2 separate regions of the Anas platyrhynchos genome follow, and region 1 is linked to region 2. Evidence: chromatin contacts called from public Hi-C data. All regions are on one chromosome and are shown on one strand. Each heading gives the region's core, a stretch centred on a gene start, on an enhancer-like site or on the middle of the called end of the contact. The rest is flanking DNA. Distances are from core to core; before and after follow the strand shown.

Region 1 (6,287 bases), core at 384-2,883, 40 kb after region 2:
TTGCTACGTCCCGACAAATCCCAGGATAAACCTCAGCTAATCAGATCACAGAGTCTCACAGGTTTCAATCCTTGAACATCTCATAAAGTTTACACCATAACACCAAAAGGTCCTTGACACCTACAGCTTAATTTGCTGCCATTGATCGCTCCACTACCTCATCCACTTCCACTTTAATCAGATAGGCTGCCGTGTCAGAGACCCACTGAATTAGCTACCTGTGGCGTAACCTTGGATGCGTAATACTGAGTTTTATATTAATAAAGGCTGATATCACCATGATGCACTCCTGAGACAGATATGAGATGCTGAAATGGGTGGGGTAATGGTGAACTCCACCCTTTCCATATATACTCGTTAATAACTGGTTTCCCTTAATAACGCTCTTCTAAAGGACAGACCTTTTCCTTCCCAGCAGCCATACATAAAACCCACATAAGCATAAATGGAGATGTTTCCCATCAAAGCATTGCTGTTGTGCCATGTCAAAAAGTACATCTCCATCAAGCCAGGGGCAGGCAAAGAGAAAACCTTGCACTGAGCTTATGAAAGTGAAGTCAGTGGGCTCTGTCCTGCCTGTGAATGAGCCCTTGTGGACAAGATATTACCATTCCCATACACACCCCACTCTTTTCCAGAGGTAATCTCTTCACTGAAGAGGAGCCAGAAAAGGATTTATGCCTGCCTTGCACCCGCTTGGGTTCACAGCATCGTAATGCAGAAGAATCAAGGCCCAGATTTGCACACTTTATGTTTTTATCATTAAATTCCTGCCAGCTAGCTTCCAAATCCATCTTGCAACCCGCTTTTGCTGTAAATATTTTCTTTTTCTTTTCCCTCTGCTATTGCCACACAGCATGTCATTTTCTCTCAAGCCCTCCTAAAACTTCCCCTCCTTCTTGCTGTGCTAGCTTCCATATAAGTTAATTGGAGAGAGATCGCCAGCTGAGTGAAGTAAGGTCTGAACACAGCTTTGTGTCATATCTCGCCTTCTGTCTGTAAGATAAAGCTGGGTGGAGCGCGGAGAGGAAGGAGGGCAGAGGGGAGCTGGTGTGGGGCAAGCATGCAAGACCCGGGCGGGAGGTACACGGTACGGGGCGGGTGAGTGGGGAGCACTGGGAGGATAGTGACAGCCCCTGGTATTTGAGTTACGTACGCAATCCCTCCCTGCAGGGAGACAGCTGTGGCAATTTTGGCAACGTGGTGCAGCGATGGAGGGATCCGTGGGGGGACAGCATGGGGCAGCCCAGGAGGTTTTGTCTCCTCCTGGAGAGGATGGGCAACATCCAGGTGCCGTGCCAAGCCTGGCCTTGACTCAGCACGGCGCTGGGTCCGGGACACGCACCTGGCGGAGATCAGAAAGGACCTTGTGCTCATCACACAGAGAGCATTACGGCAGCTGGAGGGGAAGGCAGGAGGGCCAGATCCTGAGGTGATTACTCTGACCTTAGTCAGTGGGAATTTTGCCTGAACAACAACTGACTAATGGCTCTGTGTGTTGGCACACGCATGACACACCGCTGCGTTTTACATGGGAGTTGTCTAGATTTCTAATTAGTTTGCATTTGTCCTGGTTGCATTTTGACAAAACAGCAACAGACAAGCCTATTTTGTCCTACACCCCCCTGTATTTAATTGCATCTGTGATGCATGTAGGAAATGCCTGGGGGGCCTTGCTCCACACTACAGCGTGGCTCCAAGCACACAATGCAGGCTCACGGAGCTACCAAACGCCATGCTCACAGCTGGCTGTGGGCTTTGGCCGTGCTGCAGGGATGGTGGAAGGGAAAGTTCAACTCTTTTTTGGGTGACAGTATGGTGCAGGACCATTTCCACCATCCTTGTGGACAAACCGGACACAGGCTGGACACAGTGTCTCCCATCCAGGTCTTCTCCAAGGCTCCCAAGTCCCCTCCCCTCCAAGCATCTGTGTGGCCTGAGGCTCACCTGGCCGTGACAGCTGCCCGAGCCTGGTTTCCTGGCCACATCCCTCCGGCCCCTCTGAGCTCACACTGGAGCTGCTGTGCAATGCTCCTCACATGTTGTAAGGTGTTTCAGCATCTCTGAGCCACCAGCAATAAAGGTGAAAAATAAAACTCGCAGCCCCGCAGATGTCTGCCAGCAAATGTTACTGCAGAACTCATTCTGTTTGAGGCTGAAAGAATATAAGTACATGACAAGGTTTACAAGATGCCTGTTGCTACTTTGGATAGAGAGAAGGAAGGATTCCTCTAGCAGCACCTGCAATTTCATTACCTAAATCCAAAGGAGGACATCTGTGTGTCATTATCCAGCAACACGCTCTCAGTCAGGGATTTAACAGCAAGATACAGAAAAGAAAAATGCCATGAGTGCCAAACTAAATATTGGCTTTCTGAAACATAACCTTTTGTGATAACAACAGATCGAACCAGAGATCAGAGTGCAGCGTGTACTCCAGACAACCAAACAAGAAGTCAGATCGTGACGGAGGACGGGAGGGTTTGCCTGCCTCTCACAGCCTCGCAAAGCTGATGGGAACATGAGGAACGGCTGAGCCCAACACGATGTTCGACCTGAAACCTTCATCAGCTCTGACAAGTGCAAGCAGAGTACAGCATTTGGCACCCTTAAAATCTATTTTGATCTTCAGATAAGATCAGTTTACTAAAACAAACTTAGAAATTGCAAGCTCTAGTTGCTGGCTTAACAAATGAGACCGGTTCCAGAAAAGCTTTTAAGGGCATAGGTCAAGCACGCAACACCAAAATTAATAGCAGCAATTTAGGATGCTGCTACCTGCTGAACTGTTTGTAACCCTTGTGCTGCACGGCCAGCCAACAGCAAGGCTGTTATGCAGACAACATACCATTGCCTTGACCTGGCCAGCACTGACCTGCTGGGATAGCTCAGAGCCTAGGGTTAGGGGCAGACACTTGGGACCAAGCGAGCCAAAGTGCAGGGACATGACCTCTCTGCCACCAAAGGCAGATCGCTGCTGCAGAAAGGCAGTTTGCCCTTAAACCACCACAAACATTCCTTTTTTGATCTCCTGGCCTCCAGGAGATTACACTCCAGGCTGGACTGTAACACACGAGGGATTCCTTTCCAAGACAGGGAGGAATTCAGGCTTCCAAAACGACCAACCCAACAGTTGCAACTTAAGAATCCTGCTCAGTCTGAGCAGACGCCAAATTTCCTATCCAGCTTGCATGTGGGGTGACTGACACCCCTCTGGTCTCATTGGCAGTATGCTTTGGCATCACCATTGGTCTTAGTGAACTTGCTCTGTAACTTGGTATTTTACTGAATAAGTGTGTAGAACAGTTCCTTGGCTGGTAAGGAAGTTCACACTGCTTCTATTTCTGAAGTTACCACACATGGTAACTCAGTCACATTACAACAGGATATATAAATCCTTGCATACATAAACTCTTAGGGGAAAATAATGCCATTACTCACTTGGATTTTGTCATTGTTTGACTGCTTCACAGACTAGATACAGGTGGCAACAAGTGTACGTGCACAGTTCCACAAAAAAAAGTCTTAGCCATTTTGGTGAGTAATATAAAAGACACAGAAGCCTGCATTTTCTGACCAAAATAATTTTGGATGAAAAAATACTCCAGCCTCAGAATCCACTTTTATTGTTATTATTATTAATATTAATTCATTGGCTTGTTTGTTTTGTGCAGTTTCAGGTTTTTCTGGACAGCTTTCCAGAATTTTCTAAGATGTGGACCCATCATACAGTACAGAAATTCAGGAGTATGCTTCCCTCATTGTTTTCTGCTGAGCTGAACTCCTTAGAATAGTTATATTTTTGTGATTATTATGATTTTTTACTTACACAAGCCATAGAGTATTTAGTCACTGGAGATGTTTTTCAACATAGAAGCTTGGTTCCAGAAGAAAAAAGGACACAAATTGCCCTAAATTCAATGCCTAGTGGACACCTGAAAATCCAGTGGCATCAGGTGAAAGGCTCTAATCTGAAGCATTTATGGACCTTTTTCTTCCTTCCTTCCTTCCTTCCTTCCTTCCTTCCTTTCTTTCTTTCTTGCTTGCTACCTTGCTTGCTTGCTTTCTATAGTTTTGTATTCACCATAAAAGCAATTAAACCTCCAGAGAGGAATTCCATCTTATTTATCTATAAATACCTAATTATATGCTCGTATCAACAGAGATACAGAATAGTCACCTACCCTAAGTGCTGACCTCTGTGCTTTTTCAAGACATTCCCGTGATGACAACTAACCTGTGCTTATATGAACATCTCTCTTGATTTCACTCTTTTATACAATTCAGTATCGCTGATAATCAAACACAAATAAAAGATTATTCTCCCCTCCCCTGAAAAATCTCAAGTATTTCAAGGGTGGATGAGTACTTTGTCTGGGAAGCAGGAAGACAATGTGTCAACAGACAAGTTGCCTTCCAGAAGTATTAATGTTTAGAGCAGAAAAACAGATGTGGCGATAAAAGTCTCACAAGGGCAATTCAATCCTGAAATTAAGTTGAGACACTCATCAGTTGCTGCATCTGCTTACTGTGAATAGTCTCCTCTCCGGGAGAAATTTCATCAAGAAGAAGAAAAAAAAATAGTAGAATACGGGGAAATAGTCTCCTACAACCACACCCTGCAGAAGCATTTCCTTCCTTTACTAGTTGAGAAGTGCTATACTACTAATTTTTTTGGGTTTACATTTTTATATATGTATATACATATTTTTTTTTGTCAGTGTGGATTAGTACTGAAGTTAATAAATTTCTCTGGAGAGAGGTTTAAGAAACAATGGCGAGAAGGAGTGGCTTGTTTGGAAACATAGTGACACAGCCAGACACACTCAATGTCAACACATATTTCAATGCACTTGCACAAGAAGATATTATGGGAGAGGTCTACACTGTAACTGGATGAAATACTTCTGTTTGAATCAATAATGTATCATCATCACGATGTACATCGGCCTGTATCAGGTTCTACCTTATGGCTTTGGGACAGACATTCATTACCAAGCCATCCTTTTGTCATGAGGAACAATAGGTCATTTCTTTCAGCACCCCATTAGTGATTTGTCTACAAATACTTGAGCTCTCAACTCAAGCGTACAGCTGGCATAGCAGCCCTAGAGAGGATTGCTTCATTTAGTAAGAAAAAGTGAGCTGTGTCTATTAATTAGATTTCTGTGTTGAAAGATACCATTTTTAAATCTATGTATTTCATACAAGTGACCTAAGCAGCTTCTTCTTCTGACAGACTTTAATATGTGTATACATATTAATACATATGTATGTATACATATATATGCGTATATACATATATAATATATGTAATACATATATAAATATATAAAAGCAGGACTTTTTTTTTTTTTTTTTTTTTTTTATCGAAATAATTGTCCCGTTCCTCCCTGACTCCCCACCAAGAAACCTGGTATTTGGAAAATGATTTCTTTGATGAAGGTATTTCAAATAATACAGTTTCAAATCAAGGTAAAAAAGTTTCAAGGGGAAAACAGAGTCTATTTCAGATTCTTTCAAGCTAAAAATTGCCAGTGTTTGTGAAGATGTTTTCTGTTGTCTCTTTAACTCAATAAATCAATTCAGAAATGTTTTCTTTGCTCCTTTCTCTTTCCCTTTGCTCCCCACACTGCTGCCTTCCCGTGTCTCTCTTTTCCTCCTCTTCTCCTCGGACAGGATTTTGCCATGGACTTTTTCTGGGCTTTCTGTGCAGCTCAGGGTCATGGCCCAGATTTGTCTCAGCTCCATCCCTGCCACCACTGCAGGGTGACCACCGCCTCTGCTCTGCCCCAGAGGTACTCGTGCTCATGCTCCCTGCCCTGCTCCAAGGCAGGAGCTCACATCAGGGCTCAGCAACTTGCTGCTACCAGAATTTGAAGCTCTTGCTCTCCTTCCTTCCTCCTCCACCCACCCCACAGCAGGCAGCAGGGCAGAGGACACCTTGACTTTTGGGGTGTGCAGAGGGAAGGCAAGGGAGGGCAACTAGGAGTCAGCCTGTGGGCAGTCACCTCCTCCTCTGCTTACCTAACACGCATCTGGCCCACTTTCCGCTCTCTCTTTTTACGAGAAGCCTATTGGTCACATACAACATCTGGCATTATTTAACCACCATGTTTGTCTTTGCAGAGCCTGATCTTGCTGCTGACTCCCACGGCGGTTGACTCAAGTGCACCGTTTGATTAAATAATTTAGTTAAAGACTATATTGGTAATATCCTCAAAAGAAGCACAATCGGCTTCTTGCACACGCTCCCCGCTTTGCATATCTAAATCTGCGACTGGCCC
Region 2 (5,634 bases), core at 1,973-4,472:
CTCTAATCTGGTTTTTGGCATGGAATTCCACAAAGCAAGACATGTTAAAAGCACTTTGCAAAGCCTACCTAAAGCCCTGAAATGGTAATTTTATTAAATCACATCAAATACAGAGCATATTCTGTTACTGCCTCCACAGTGAGGAGCTTATGTGATCTTAAGCAAATTATGATCTCCCTCAGTTTTTTGCACATGAAGAAGTGTCCTCAGGTTTACCAGGAAGCCACACAATTATCAACCTGTGCTCCTGTTGGCTCACATATTGCCAGCATGAGCACTAAGAACTCACTGGTGAAGGTCCAAGGATGGTCCCCAGCATGCCTTTTAATTCGTGGCTGACTTGTGTATGCTCAAGGTGTAAAGGATCTGATTCTTGGGGTGCTGAGGAGGCAGCGTCCATTCATTTAAGCTCTGAACTAGGAAATATTCATACATGTGCCTGTCTCTGGGCACTGAGAACCACAGTGTGCATTTGACTTCAGTATGATTACCTATATTGTAGGTGATTTTTTATTTTTTTTTCCCAGTGGATATTTTAGTGTAAGAATCCCCACCCTCTTCCTTCTGCTCTTTCCACCTCCACACCACAACCCTCATTTTTTTGTGAGGGTGCACTTTGCATGAGATCAGCAAGGAATTCCTTAAACTGAGTTTGCCGCTGCATCTGCTACCGCGTGCAGTTGTGCCCCTTTCATCACCTTCTTCGGAGGCAGTTCCCTTCCAGCCTGCTTGCCTCCCTCTCTGTTGACATTAGGGAGCCTGTGGTAAGTCAGGCCAGCTTTCTCGCCTGTCTGAAAACTAAGCAAGGGAGTGGTGTGGTTTGATTTATTTACTTTTTTTTTTTCTTCCCCTCGTGTGAGATCACTGAGCTGATTCAATTACAGTTCAACCATCGAATGCTAGTACAACTGTGTGAGCACTAGTGCCAAGACAAAAGAGGGGACGGCAAACCTCCTTCAGCGATAATGTCGTTTTAGATCAGCTTAAGCCAACTGCAGTATTGCAGCGTTTGTGCATAAAAACCTAAGCCACAGCTTAAGTGTTTGAGGAGTGGATGAATAGATGGATTTATATTTCATCTTTTGGAAAGCTGCAGATCAGTGCTGGTCTGTATCAGCTCTAAAGCTGCTGTTACATAGTTGAAATCTGCTGCCCCTTCACAGAATGTCTTAGCTGTAACAAGAGCCAAGGTGCCTGCCAACCTTTTGAAGCTTTGGGCTGGTTTATTTCACACACATCAAGCAAACCTTTAGAAGGATATCCTTTTAAAAAAGAAAAAGCCAAAGCACTGTATGAAATCCTGTTCTCTGGACCAAAAAATACTGCAAGCAGAGAAACTAGAGTAAGAAGGGGAGTTTTCTCTGTGATGCCTGTACATGCACATGAGAGGAGAAGTTAGACAAGACTGGTTACCTTGCCACAGAAAGATACATTAGGCTGGTTTCACATGATTTGTTTTCAATAAATCTAGTATTGTCTGCTCTTTGCCACCCTGGCTATCTGCTAGCATGTTTTATTTATTTATTTTAACTGGGGAGCTGACTGCTGTGGGATTCCTTTGCCACCATCTTTCTCTGCTTCTTAAAGAGATCTAAGAGATGCTTTCTCTGCTCTTCTGGTGCCCTTTTCCAGTCTTCCTACACTTCCCCAACTAAAACCTCTGAGGCTGAGTAGCTGTTCTCTAGGCACCTTAAGTGTGATTTTTATTTAGGCTTAGCTTTTCTGAAAGCACTTGAGTAATCTAAATTCTCTCAGACCAGCTCTTTTGATGTTCTGTCATGAGCTCTCCGTTGCTGCTGGTGTGTGCTGAATTAGCTCTCCAGTCACAGTGCAGGTGAAAGGTACACAATCCATTTCTTGCTTAAACTCAACTGCAACCTGAGTTTTGCATAGTTCATTTTGTTTTACAGTTTTTGCCATCTGTCTAATGAAAGAGGCGCTTGAATGGTAATGTATCATTAGTGGAATAAAACACTTGGTGTGCTATTGGCAAGTCAGTCATGGACACCTCCAGAAGGCACAGTGTCCAAGGCCCTGCTTCAGCAAATTTCTTCAATTTAAACAGAGCTCCTTGAGAGCACAGAAGTCCCTCCACATGGATCCTGCTGAACCCAAATCAAAACAAGGAACAAGTCAGGATAGCCAGGAGGAGGAGGTCAGACAGAGGTGTACTGTTGGGTCACGCAGGTGGCCTAAGGGTTTGTCTCTGCTCACAGTTATTTCTTGTTCCTAATGTATTTATGTATATACGGTCTCATTCAGAGTAAGCAATTGTTTCGTTTAATCCAGAGTAAATTAAGCAGGAAGGAGTCCATGTGGAATAAAGCCCTGAGAACAGACTTGATGTCCCATGTCTTGGGAGTAATTAAACGTTTCTGTAGATTCTTTTAAAATGGACCTTTGCAAAGACAACAAAGTGACTTACTTATATTACCCCAGCTTTAAAACACATTGTCCTCTGTCTGTTGCCTAACCCGCCAGAGTAAATTGTACACTAACTGCCTAGAACAACAAACTCGGGTCTGATATTCGTTACAACAAACAAACAGGAGCTTTATTAACCTTTAGCCATGTGATAGGCGTGAAGGTCACGATGCAGATAGGAGAAGCCTCCCTAGGATTACGGGATGTACCAAAGGTTGCAGGTTCCTTTTCAGCTGCAGTGTCTCAGCAACTGATTTCACCTCATCCATCGGTCCTGCAATTAGACCCCAAAAAACACTTCAGGGATTGAAGTCTGCAGCTGGGCTAATCAAAATCCCTCATGCCAAGGCAACTATAAAGCACAGACACACGAGTGTGCCAGGAGAGGTTTAGGTTGGATGTTAGGAAGAACTTCTTTAGTGAGAGGGCTGTGAGGCATTGGAACGGGCTGCCCAGGGAGGGGGTTGAGTCACCATCCCTAGAGGTCTTACAAGATGTTTAGATGTAGAGCTGAGTGATACGGTTTAGTGGAGGGCTGCTTAGTGTTAGGTCAGAGGCCGGACTGGGTGATCTTGGAGGTCTCTTCCAACCTAGACAATCCTGTGACACTGTGAGTGCACAGCAGCACAATTCCCAGAGCCTAAGAGGCGCCGAGGACGCCCTCCGGGGCTCCCCTCACGGCAGAGCCCCGACCCCGGGGTGCAGGAGCCGGGGAGGCAGCAGGGGGCGGCCACCCCCCGGGGCCCGAGCTTCTCCTCCCCGTCGCCCAGGGAGGAGGAGGAGGCGGCGGGGCCAGCGCCATGGCCGGGCCCGGCCCAGGAAATGACGGCGCCGCCTCCCCCATGCTCGGCCGCACCTGACTCACCTGGGCCGGCGCTGGGAGGGCGGCGGAGCCGAGCCGAGCCGAGCCGTGCTGAGCCGGGCAGGGCAGGGTAGGGTCGGTCTCAGCCATGGAGAGCGGCTCCCCCTGGGCCGTGGGGCTGCTGAGAGCCTTCGAGGAGAGCGAGTTCGGCAGCTGGGAGAAGATCGGCTCGGGGGGCTTCGGGCAGGTGTACAAGGTGCGCCACCTGCACTGGAAGACATGGCTCGCCATCAAGTGCTCGCCCAGCCTCCATGTGGACGAGAAGTAAGGACCGGGACCGGGACCGGGACCGGGGCGGGGAGGGGTGGAAGGGCTCGGCTGTGCCCGCTTTGGGAGGAGACCCCCAAAACCTCGGGGATTTTGCTTTCTTATTATTTTTTTTGGTTCACCTACGCAGCAAATGCGTAACAGCAGTTCAGACGCTTCCGAGGCCAAACTGGGTTGTCATGCTGTCTGCCCTGCTGGTGTACCCTTATTTTTGGGGTGGCGAAGCAGGCAACATAGCCCAGAGCCTTGGGAGCGAGTAAATGAAGCAAGCCTGGCCCCATGCACGCAGCCCATGGCAGCCACGCGTGTGGCCAGACACGGCAAAGGCAGCCTGGAAATTCGTCATTCCCCAAGCAAACGTGGCATTTATCGCACTCAGGCGAAGCCCAGGCCACCACGAGATGTGGTGGGGCTGGGAAGAGCGACGCTTGGCCGCTCGAAGCAGCTCGGCTTGGCGAGAGCTGCAGCGTGCGCCCGCCTGTTCGCTTGGGGCTGCTCGCAAGGCGTTTTGCCCTGCCGCGGTCCGGTGCTTCGGTCCTTGTGAAAGGAGTGGAAACACAGAATGGGGTCTGGAGGCTCCTTGCCCCTTGCCAGGGCAAGGCACTGTGTGGTGGGAACGTGCTGCAGCTCGGCCGCCCCCGATGGAGGGCACGGCACGATCCCAAATGAAGGGGGCCAGAGGGTTTTGGGATGCACTTCGGAAGCGTCCCGCTGGTCTAAGGGACAGCGGCGACTTCCCGGCAGGTCAGCATCTGTGCAGGAGGTGGGGAGCGTGGCCAAGTCTTGCCGATGGAGCTTTTCCAGCTCCACCTCGATCTCTGGGATCTCCGCCAGCCCACGAGCTGATTCTGCAGCTCGCTCCGTGGGGTGTGAGGTGGTTGAGTCGCAGAAGGTTTCCCGTGCTGCAGTATTATTTGTGGAATATGTTTAGAAACGTATTCAAAAGTTAATTTTTAGAGTGTAGCAGAAAGGATGTCGCCGCCTATTGTAATGTGAAGGATTAATTTTGAGAGATGCTACCAAATCTCTGTACCGGTATTCGGTGTGCAATAGAGATCCACCCGTCTGTCAGTGGTTGTGAGGTTTGCAGATGTGAGAGAGATTGTATGGACGTGATGTATGGTGAACAAAAATTCTGTGGGAATCTGGGACCTTTGAGGGCGGGGGACTCCTGCAGCACCCAGCTCATTTTGGCAATCCAGTTACTGAAAGATGGGTTCATTTGTTTTACTACAGAATATATTTCATGCACTTAAGGGGAGTGTTAATTAGAAGTTGGAGGGGTCCCTGGCCTTTGAAAAAGCTGTTTCTGCAGAATAAAACTGAGCTGAGATTGTGAATTCGGGGTGGGGGGGGGGGGTGGAGGGGGGGGCAGGCACAGACAAAATAAAACACCGCCCCTGTAGTTCACAGGCTGTTCGAGCTGGTTGAAACAAGCCTGTATAATTAAACTGTTAATCCAGGAGGTTCACTTGACAAGCCATTTCTTGGAACTGTCTGGAGACGCAGAGTTAAAATTACAAGTGATATCAGAAACAGTAACTGCATAGCACAGAAGCTTTCTTTCTTTATTTGGTACCACATTAATACCCTGTTTGTAATGGTTTGGTGGTGGTAGTGCTCTGTAGTCTCTCCTACTGTTTCTGCAGTAGATTTGGAGTAATTCCCTTGGCAAGTATCTCACTGGAGAGTGAAGTGGCCTCAAGCAGAAGAAGAATTTATTCTTCAGAGATATTTTTCCCTTTAAACCCAAGCCCTCTCAGGCTGTCTAGCCAAATTCCATTTCTAAACCCTTATTCGTTCCCGCTTTCTGTCCCCTGACATTGTGTAGCTCCAGATGCCCTCACTGTAAACCTGAAGAAAAGAGTGTGTGGTCCAGAAAGGTGGAGGAGGGTACGCCCAGGACCTGCAGTGGAGAAAGCAAAGTCTTTTTTTTCCTTACCTCCGTTGGCCAGAGCAGAAGTCTAGCTGGAGAAAAAGGGGGCAAGCTGTGCAAGAACAACCTGGAGGTGAATTTCTTGTAGCTGAACCTAATCACTCAGGCCCTAACGAGCCCGAACAACGTAGCGGTTCCCAGAGAG

The links. A called contact is a pair of places that touch in the nucleus more often than the background predicts.
Region 1: a Hi-C map of skeletal muscle shows a contact between it and region 2, with 5 times the contacts expected there. The contact joins the enhancer-like site here to the promoter of RIPK4 in region 2. A contact is called at or near these places in 2 of 8 Hi-C or Micro-C datasets (liver and skeletal muscle).

Annotation. Positions count from the first base shown.
Region 1 is chr1:126,044,173-126,050,459 of IASCAAS_PekinDuck_T2T, forward strand. No RefSeq gene overlaps it. Among named protein-coding and RNA genes, the nearest start is that of TMPRSS2, 35 kb to the right of the region's middle. Within about 2 kb of position 1,634, at least 1 of the 8 cell types and tissues checked has an H3K27ac peak or open chromatin away from gene starts, as enhancers often do.
Region 2 is chr1:126,002,497-126,008,130 of IASCAAS_PekinDuck_T2T, forward strand. It overlaps RIPK4 (receptor interacting serine/threonine kinase 4), which reads left to right and starts at 3,223. Exons shown (of 8, transcript XM_027448389.3): 1 at 3,223-3,550. The coding sequence starts at 3,375. It overlaps LOC139999637 (a long non-coding RNA gene), which reads right to left and starts at 3,430. Exons shown (of 2, transcript XR_011805141.1): 1 at 3,290-3,430; 2 at 2,529-2,698.